Regions from separate parts of the Mus musculus genome. Here region 2 is linked to region 1. A link is a contact called in public HiChIP or PLAC-seq data. All regions are on one chromosome and are shown on one strand. The core of a region is the stretch at or near the end of the contact, and the rest is flanking DNA. Distances in the headings are between cores, read along the strand shown.

Region 1 (3,401 bases), core at 380-2,879:
GAAAGGGGGCCAGTGGGATGGCTCAGTGGGTAAAGGTAACTGCTGCAAAGCATGATGACCTGAGTTCAATTCCTGAGCCCTACGTGGTCGGAGAGAGCCCTCCCAACCACTGTCCTTTCTCACTCTAACACACACACACACACACACACACACACACACACACACACACACACACACACACTAATTATAAAGAAAATTTAAAAAGAACTCAGGTATAACAATCAGTCTCGTACGTCCTGTATCGGCCCCAGAAGTTACTCTATAACTGACGCCATTGCCTGTGTTCTTGATCTGCAGCACACCCAATGACCTGCCAGTCAGCGTGCGGCTTCCTGAGCTCATTTCTTAGACCACTTCTGTGCTCTCTGAGGAGAATCAAAACAGCAATCTTTTTCCCTTCCAGGCCTCAAGACTGTCAATGACATTGCCTTAGAAGCTGTGTGAGTTCAGTTGGTATTGCACAATCAAATGATCCCATTAAATGACTCTATGGGAGCTCCATGGGGTCCTCTGCCTCTCTCCTGATTGAATTGGACTGCTTGTCATTGTGACTTACATCATTCTGTTTTGAATGGATAAAGCGATGCATATTAGGTCACTGAAGAGTAACATAACTTACTTTCAGAAGTAGAATAAAAATAGCTACAGACCGTGCCCAAGCAGTGTAGGAAACTGCAGGGGGCATTCTGAGACGCTTACCCGCCCGGGTTGCACAATTTCATGGTGTCCACTTAAGCTGTACTGAATCTGCATGAGCTTCTGAAAGTTGTCCTACAGGAGAGAAGGCAGAGCACATGAAGGCTAGCCCTCCAGCTTCCACGGTGTAGTGAAGGCTAGCCTTCCAGCTTCCACAGTGTAGTGAAGGCTAGCACTCAAGCTTCCACGGTGTAGTGAAGGCTAGCCTTCCAGCTTCCACAGTGTAGTGAAGGCTAGCACTCCAGCTTCCACAGTGTGGTGAAGGCTAGCCCTTCAGCTCCTACAGTGTAGGGAAGGCTAGCCTGGTTTCCAGATACTTACCCCTTGCTTCATGGTGTCATTGGCATGGTTAGCTACCTCTATGACAACAGCCAGGGCATCTAAAATATGCAATAAGAGAAAGGGCATCTGGTTGTTACGAAGGAAGCAGAGTCTAACATTAACCAGTCCAGCTGACAAAAGTCCTACTACACAGTAACTAAACTGGGGAGGAACTTGGTTGCCTGAGAGTAGCCAGAACTACAGACATGAAGACTGAGTAGCCAGACATTAAGATTCAGTGAGGGTAGAACCAGGGGAAACAGGCAAAAACAAAACAAACAGACAAAATGTGCAACCTTATCACTGCCATGGAAGGAAGCAAGGGTGTCTTTATATAGCAATCCCCACCATAGGCCAGAACTTATGCGCCTGACACTATCTCCCCCGCCATCCTCACGGTCACCCTGGATACGCCCATCTCTCTGGCTTGCTGCAATCTGTAGTGAGCAGGGCTGAGAACCTTAGGACTGAGAGGATGGAAGATAAAAGAAGCTGCTGTTGGTCACCTGATGCTAAACCTTCTGGCTCCATGCCATCTCCACAGAGATGCTGACAACCCCTTCTAGCAATGAAGACATACTTGTTTCACTTCCCTTCACCCCGGTCCAGTCCAGCCCACAGCTGCCCTCCACACCATCTACTCCCTGCTTCTGACCACACAGTGCATCTATCTCACTCAGGTGCCGGTAGATGGTTTCCACGGATCAAGATCCTCCATCTCAGACTCTTTACCTACTTCATCTACAGCATCATTGATAATTTCCTTAAAGACAGAAATCTTGAGACATGGGTCAGAGGCTCGGGGCTCTGTTTATCAAGATCACTGTAATAAGGATTAGAGAGGGGTGTCCAAGGGAATAAACCAAGCCTAGTACATGCTTAGTGAATGCTGTACTGGTGACCCATAACCTCAGGTCTTCTGGCTTTCTCTTCCCAAGACAGACTTGGGCCAGCAACACCCACTCTTCCTCTGCCCACTCAAGTTCATCTTCAGTCCTGCCTTTTCCTAAGCCAAAATTCTTGCCTCTACAACTGTAATATTTCCTCTTTCTAAATGACTCAGTTCAGCTCAGGGTACCCGGACTCTCATGCTATCTCCTCTATTATTTATTTTGATGGAGATGTTAATTTCTTCATCATCTAGACTACAGAGGACATAAAATATCATTGCAGGCAACCTCAAACTTTTCTTTTAAATAAAATGCTAGAGTAACTCTGGGCAGTGGGTGTTGTTCAGTGGTAAAGCCTTTGCTCAGCCTGTGTCCTGAACTGAATTTACATTATCATAAACAATAAAATTACATCAAAGAAACTAAGCCAGGAATAGAGACACAGGCCTTGGCACTTAAGAGGATCATGAGTTCAAGGCCACTGTGCCTCAAAACAAAATAGCAAGACCTGGTGGCAAATACACATAAGTAGGGCGCTTTGGTGGGAGGATTAGGAGTTCAAGGTCATCCTTGGCGACACGGCAACTTTTAAGTCAACCTATACTATAATTGTAAACTTTGTTTTAAAAGACCAAGCCAAGTCAACAAAAGATAAAACAATGAAACACAAATGGGAGAGATCGGAGACATAAAGTCACTATGAGGCAACGATTCTGAATCTCTGAAACTGGCTTTGAAACAAGTGCCTTTTGTTTTTAAATTTTATTTTATGAGTGTTCTGCCTGCATGTGTATGTGCACTGTGTGTATGCCTGGGGCCTGCAGAGGCTGGACAAGGACATCAGATGCCCTGGACCTGAAGTTATGGATGGCTCCGAGTCAGCACATGGGTGCTGGGAACTGAACTCGGGTCCTCTGCAAAAACAAGAGCTCTTAACTGCTGAGCTGCACCTCCGGCCCCCAGGCTCACTCAGGTTCAAAATCTGAAGATCCACAGAATACATAAGAATATGCCCAAAATTCAAACATTGATGGGGTGGACGCGGACTTGTTTAATGAATGTCTGAAGACACAGAGGCAAGCCTGGAAGAGCGTATGAACGGAAAGCCCAATCAGCTTTAGTCTGAGCTGGAGAGGCAGGAAGAAGGCACAGAGAATACACTTCCTTGTGCTGTGTAGGCTATTTTCCTTACTAAAAAGGCCAGCTATGGAGGCATGTGGGTGTGATTCTCAAACCTGAGGAGATCTTGGGCTGAGGTCAGCTTGTAGGACATTGTAAAATCTTGTCGCCAAGAAGTGCACGTGTGTGGGGAGGGCTTGAGGTGTAAAAGGGGCGAAGGTAGTGAGCCTCCAGCAATAAATGTTCTCCCAACAAGAGGCTATTTTAGATTTTTATCCTTCTATGGGTTGCTTTGCCTATAGTCAGGGGTCAAGCTGTAACCCCGGGCTAGCCTTGGACTCTTGGTAATCCTCCTGTCCTAGCTTCCCAAGTACT
Region 2 (3,225 bases), core at 27-2,526, 350 kb before region 1:
AAACATTACATTAAAGAGGAGAGCCAATGTGGAGGAAGGCACAGTCAAGCACAGCCCCAGTGCATTCTCAAAATGGAACAATATGAGACAGAGAGGTGCCTCAGCGTCTGGGGGGAAAGGGAGATACTGCTTTTGCAGAGGCTTTGGGATTCAGTTCCCAGCAGCCAAATCATGTGACTCACAACCACCTGGGACTCTGCGTCCAACGGATCCAATGCCTCTGGCCTCTTAAGACCAGCTGCACTCATATGCACACACCCTACCCCATATACACACAATCTAAAATGAAAGATGGAACAACTGGTTAAGAAAAGACAGACGAAGAGCGAGGTTCATTCCAAGCCCAAGGACCAGACCCTCAACTGGCCTTTGCTGTATAAAGAAAGTGATGTGTTTTGGCCGTTCTCATAGTCTTCAACACCCAACTGAAAAGTATAACCAATGTTAAAATAATTGAAAATAATATTTTTAGAAATGGGCCTGGCTCGGAGACCTCAGACCAGACCAATGTCTCACTCATTGCAATGAATGTTTGCAAGTTAGGATGTATGGATAGTGGGGCACACTGTGACATACTGGAGCTCCCACGATGAGATGTTTTTATATGCTTCGTTTTGCCTCTCCCTTTCTCTCTCTCTCTCTCTCTCTCTCTCTCTCTCTCTCTCTGTGTGTGTGTGTGTGTGTGTTTGTGGGGAGTTGCAAGAATGAAGGGTGGAGATGAGGGGACAGGGAGATGAGCAAGACTAGGGTGCACGATTTCAAATTCACGAAGAATCAATAAAATGTAAAAAACAAAACAAAACCAAAAGGCCAGGCTTTACAAAGGTCTGTATGGACTAGAGACAGGCCAGGTGCAGTAATTACAACCACTTCAGCTGTGGTCAAGTCAAAAGGCCTCCCATGCTCTTCCTAGCCACAGACAGAGTAAACCCACACCAGACGCCACCATCCCACTGTCCATCAGCCTTAACTAGATGTCTGGTTCTTCATAAGTAAAAATGAGATATCTCTGGCTAACGATAATTTCAATGGAATTATACCTGATTTCATCCAAAAAGCCAAGAAGTCATCCTTAGGGAAATTAAGTGAAATCCTTGTAAACACGGGACATGGTCAGCAAAGCTCAGCTCTTAATAAAGACCGTGATGACACAGTTTCCTAGAGTAGGTGTCACTGTGCCCATTTTGAACATGATAAAACGGAACCACTGATGAGTCTGTGACAAAAGAGGAGCCAGAGGGGAAGTTAACTTGAACCCTGACACAGACAACCTGCCTCTTCTTTCTTCTTTCGGTTCCTCCTGGAGAAAGGCTCTGGTCCATCCCAGGCTGCCTTGAGCTCAGTGTGGAGCTGAGACAGCCTTGGACTTAGATCCTCCTGTCCCCCTCCTGAGTGCCAGCAATACAGGTGCTTGGCACCACACCAGGCTACGGTTTACCTGGTGCCAATCCCAGCTGCAAGCCTGCTAGGCAAGCACTTTACCAACGGAGCCAGCTTCAGCCCTAGCCCCTGACATACAAAGTCTGCATGTATCCCACTGATGCTACGTCACATTCACCCTCAGATGTGTCCTAATCTCCAATCTGTACAGATGACAGGTATAACCCACTGTCACACTCCCCTCCCAGACGTGTGACAGATGTGGCTTTTCTTTTGAGCTGACGCTCAGAAAGTGTCCAAACACTGCCTCAAGCACACACTAAGAAGTCAGTCAGAGTTGCCTGGACACATTACCCTGAGCACACACCAGACAGGGAAAAACTAACTTTCTATTCCTGAAAGAAAACATTAATTCAGAGAACAGGAAAAAGTTGTATTCAACAAAGAATGTATATGATCCATCAATCAGGAATTTGCTTGGTCTACCCCAGTATCCCCAGAGCCCAAAGCCAACGCCTGCTGAGTAGAAAGCATGCATTATTTGTAGAATGAATGGGAGCTGCTGTGTGTAAGTCCTCTGCCTGCAGAGAATCTACAGAGGAAGAAGACAGACAGGAAGGACATAAGTAATATGAATCACCCAGAGATGGGAACCATAAAAGTGTAACACCGAGAGGCGAGAGGCAAGCAGTCAGAACTCGCTGTGTAACGCAGCAGGCAAAACAAAATGGCTTGCAAGTGTCTTCATCTAAGCACACTTGGCCGTCTCAGGCTGATGTTCTAAGTCGCCTGTTTGCATACACGGAGGGGAGCGACTTATAATTACTAATGCCATTTGCCTTTAGCTGTTTACAGCTTTTGAGGCTCGGTCTTCGCTTTATGGAGAGAACAAACAGGGCGACATCCTGAATGGAGCCCGTGAGTCCAGATGAGTTGGAATAGGACTGACTCCCAGTGTTCTTCTGCTTTTATTCTTAAATTGGAAATATCTTTAGCTATTTTTATGGTACGAGCTTTATGTTCTCTCAAAAGTTCCCAATGTACAAAAGTTAAGAAAGTAAAAAAAGCAAACGCAAGCCATCTCCCCTGTCTTCCCAGTCATTGTGTGAGCTGGAGAGGGGGAACAAACGCTGCTCGTCTCAGACAGGGCACCAAAAACACACCAAAGAAAGGCTACCTCCCAAGTCCAGTTTGGTGACCCAAAGGGTTAAAGTTACTTAGAAGTATAGACAACTTGGTGGCTACATTGCTAAAGAAAATGTCTTTGTCCCAGCAACCATTATCTGCCGAAACACCCTGTGAGAGCCACTGACTGACCTCTCCTCAACCCCCACCCCAATCAGGACAGAACGCTAGTGGGCCTGATCTTCGGTTGTCCAGGAAGTCGTCGCGGCTGCTGGGTAGCCCCTGGCCATGTCACGCCTGGAGGACAATATTCTGCATACCAATCCAATTTCTGATTCTCCCAGCAAGCTGCAAGGGTCTAACCCACCCTGCACCTGCTTTTGTATAAATGGTTTTATGATTTTAAGTGGTCGAAAAGAGTAATTTGTGAGGTGAAAATGACATGGATTCCCAACAGGTGTGATGGCTCACATCTGTAATTCCAGGATTGCCGGGCAGCCGAGGCAAGAGGATGGACTTAAGTTTGAGGCCAGCCTGGGCTACAGGCCATTTCCTGTCTCAGAAAGAGGAGGAAGAAGAGGAGGAAGAAAAGGAAGAGAGAGGGAGGGAAGGAGATAATGTAAAATTGAACTTTCAGTGTTCATAAGGAAAAACTTGTTAGCATATAATCTTGCTGCCCATTTCCTTATCATCTGTGCTGCTATAGACCTGAGTCGAATG

What was found. HiChIP or PLAC-seq counts read pairs in DNA pulled down with a chosen protein or histone mark.
Region 2: a contact with region 1 is called in an H3K27ac HiChIP or PLAC-seq map of microglia, with 5 times the contacts expected there. The contact joins two enhancer-like sites. A contact is called at or near these places in 8 of 484 Hi-C or Micro-C datasets (the HL-1 cell line and embryonic stem cells) and 1 of 115 datasets of contacts at active chromatin or transcription factors (microglia).

What each region holds. Positions count from the first base shown.
Region 1 is chr10:94,120,914-94,124,314 of GRCm38.p6, reverse strand. It overlaps Fgd6 (FYVE, RhoGEF and PH domain containing 6), which reads right to left. Exons shown (of 21, transcript NM_053072.3): 10 at 1,018-1,076; 11 at 700-771. Among named protein-coding and RNA genes, the nearest start is that of Nr2c1, 25 kb to the left of the region's middle. Within about 2 kb of position 1,629, at least 19 of the 459 cell types and tissues checked have an H3K27ac peak or open chromatin away from gene starts, as enhancers often do. A contact at or near this core is called in microglia, where this site is marked.
Region 2 is chr10:94,472,407-94,475,631 of GRCm38.p6, reverse strand. It overlaps a transcript of Tmcc3 not described here. Among named protein-coding and RNA genes, the nearest start is that of Tmcc3, 41 kb to the left of the region's middle. Within about 2 kb of position 1,276, at least 26 of the 459 cell types and tissues checked have an H3K27ac peak or open chromatin away from gene starts, as enhancers often do. A contact at or near this core is called in microglia, where this site is marked.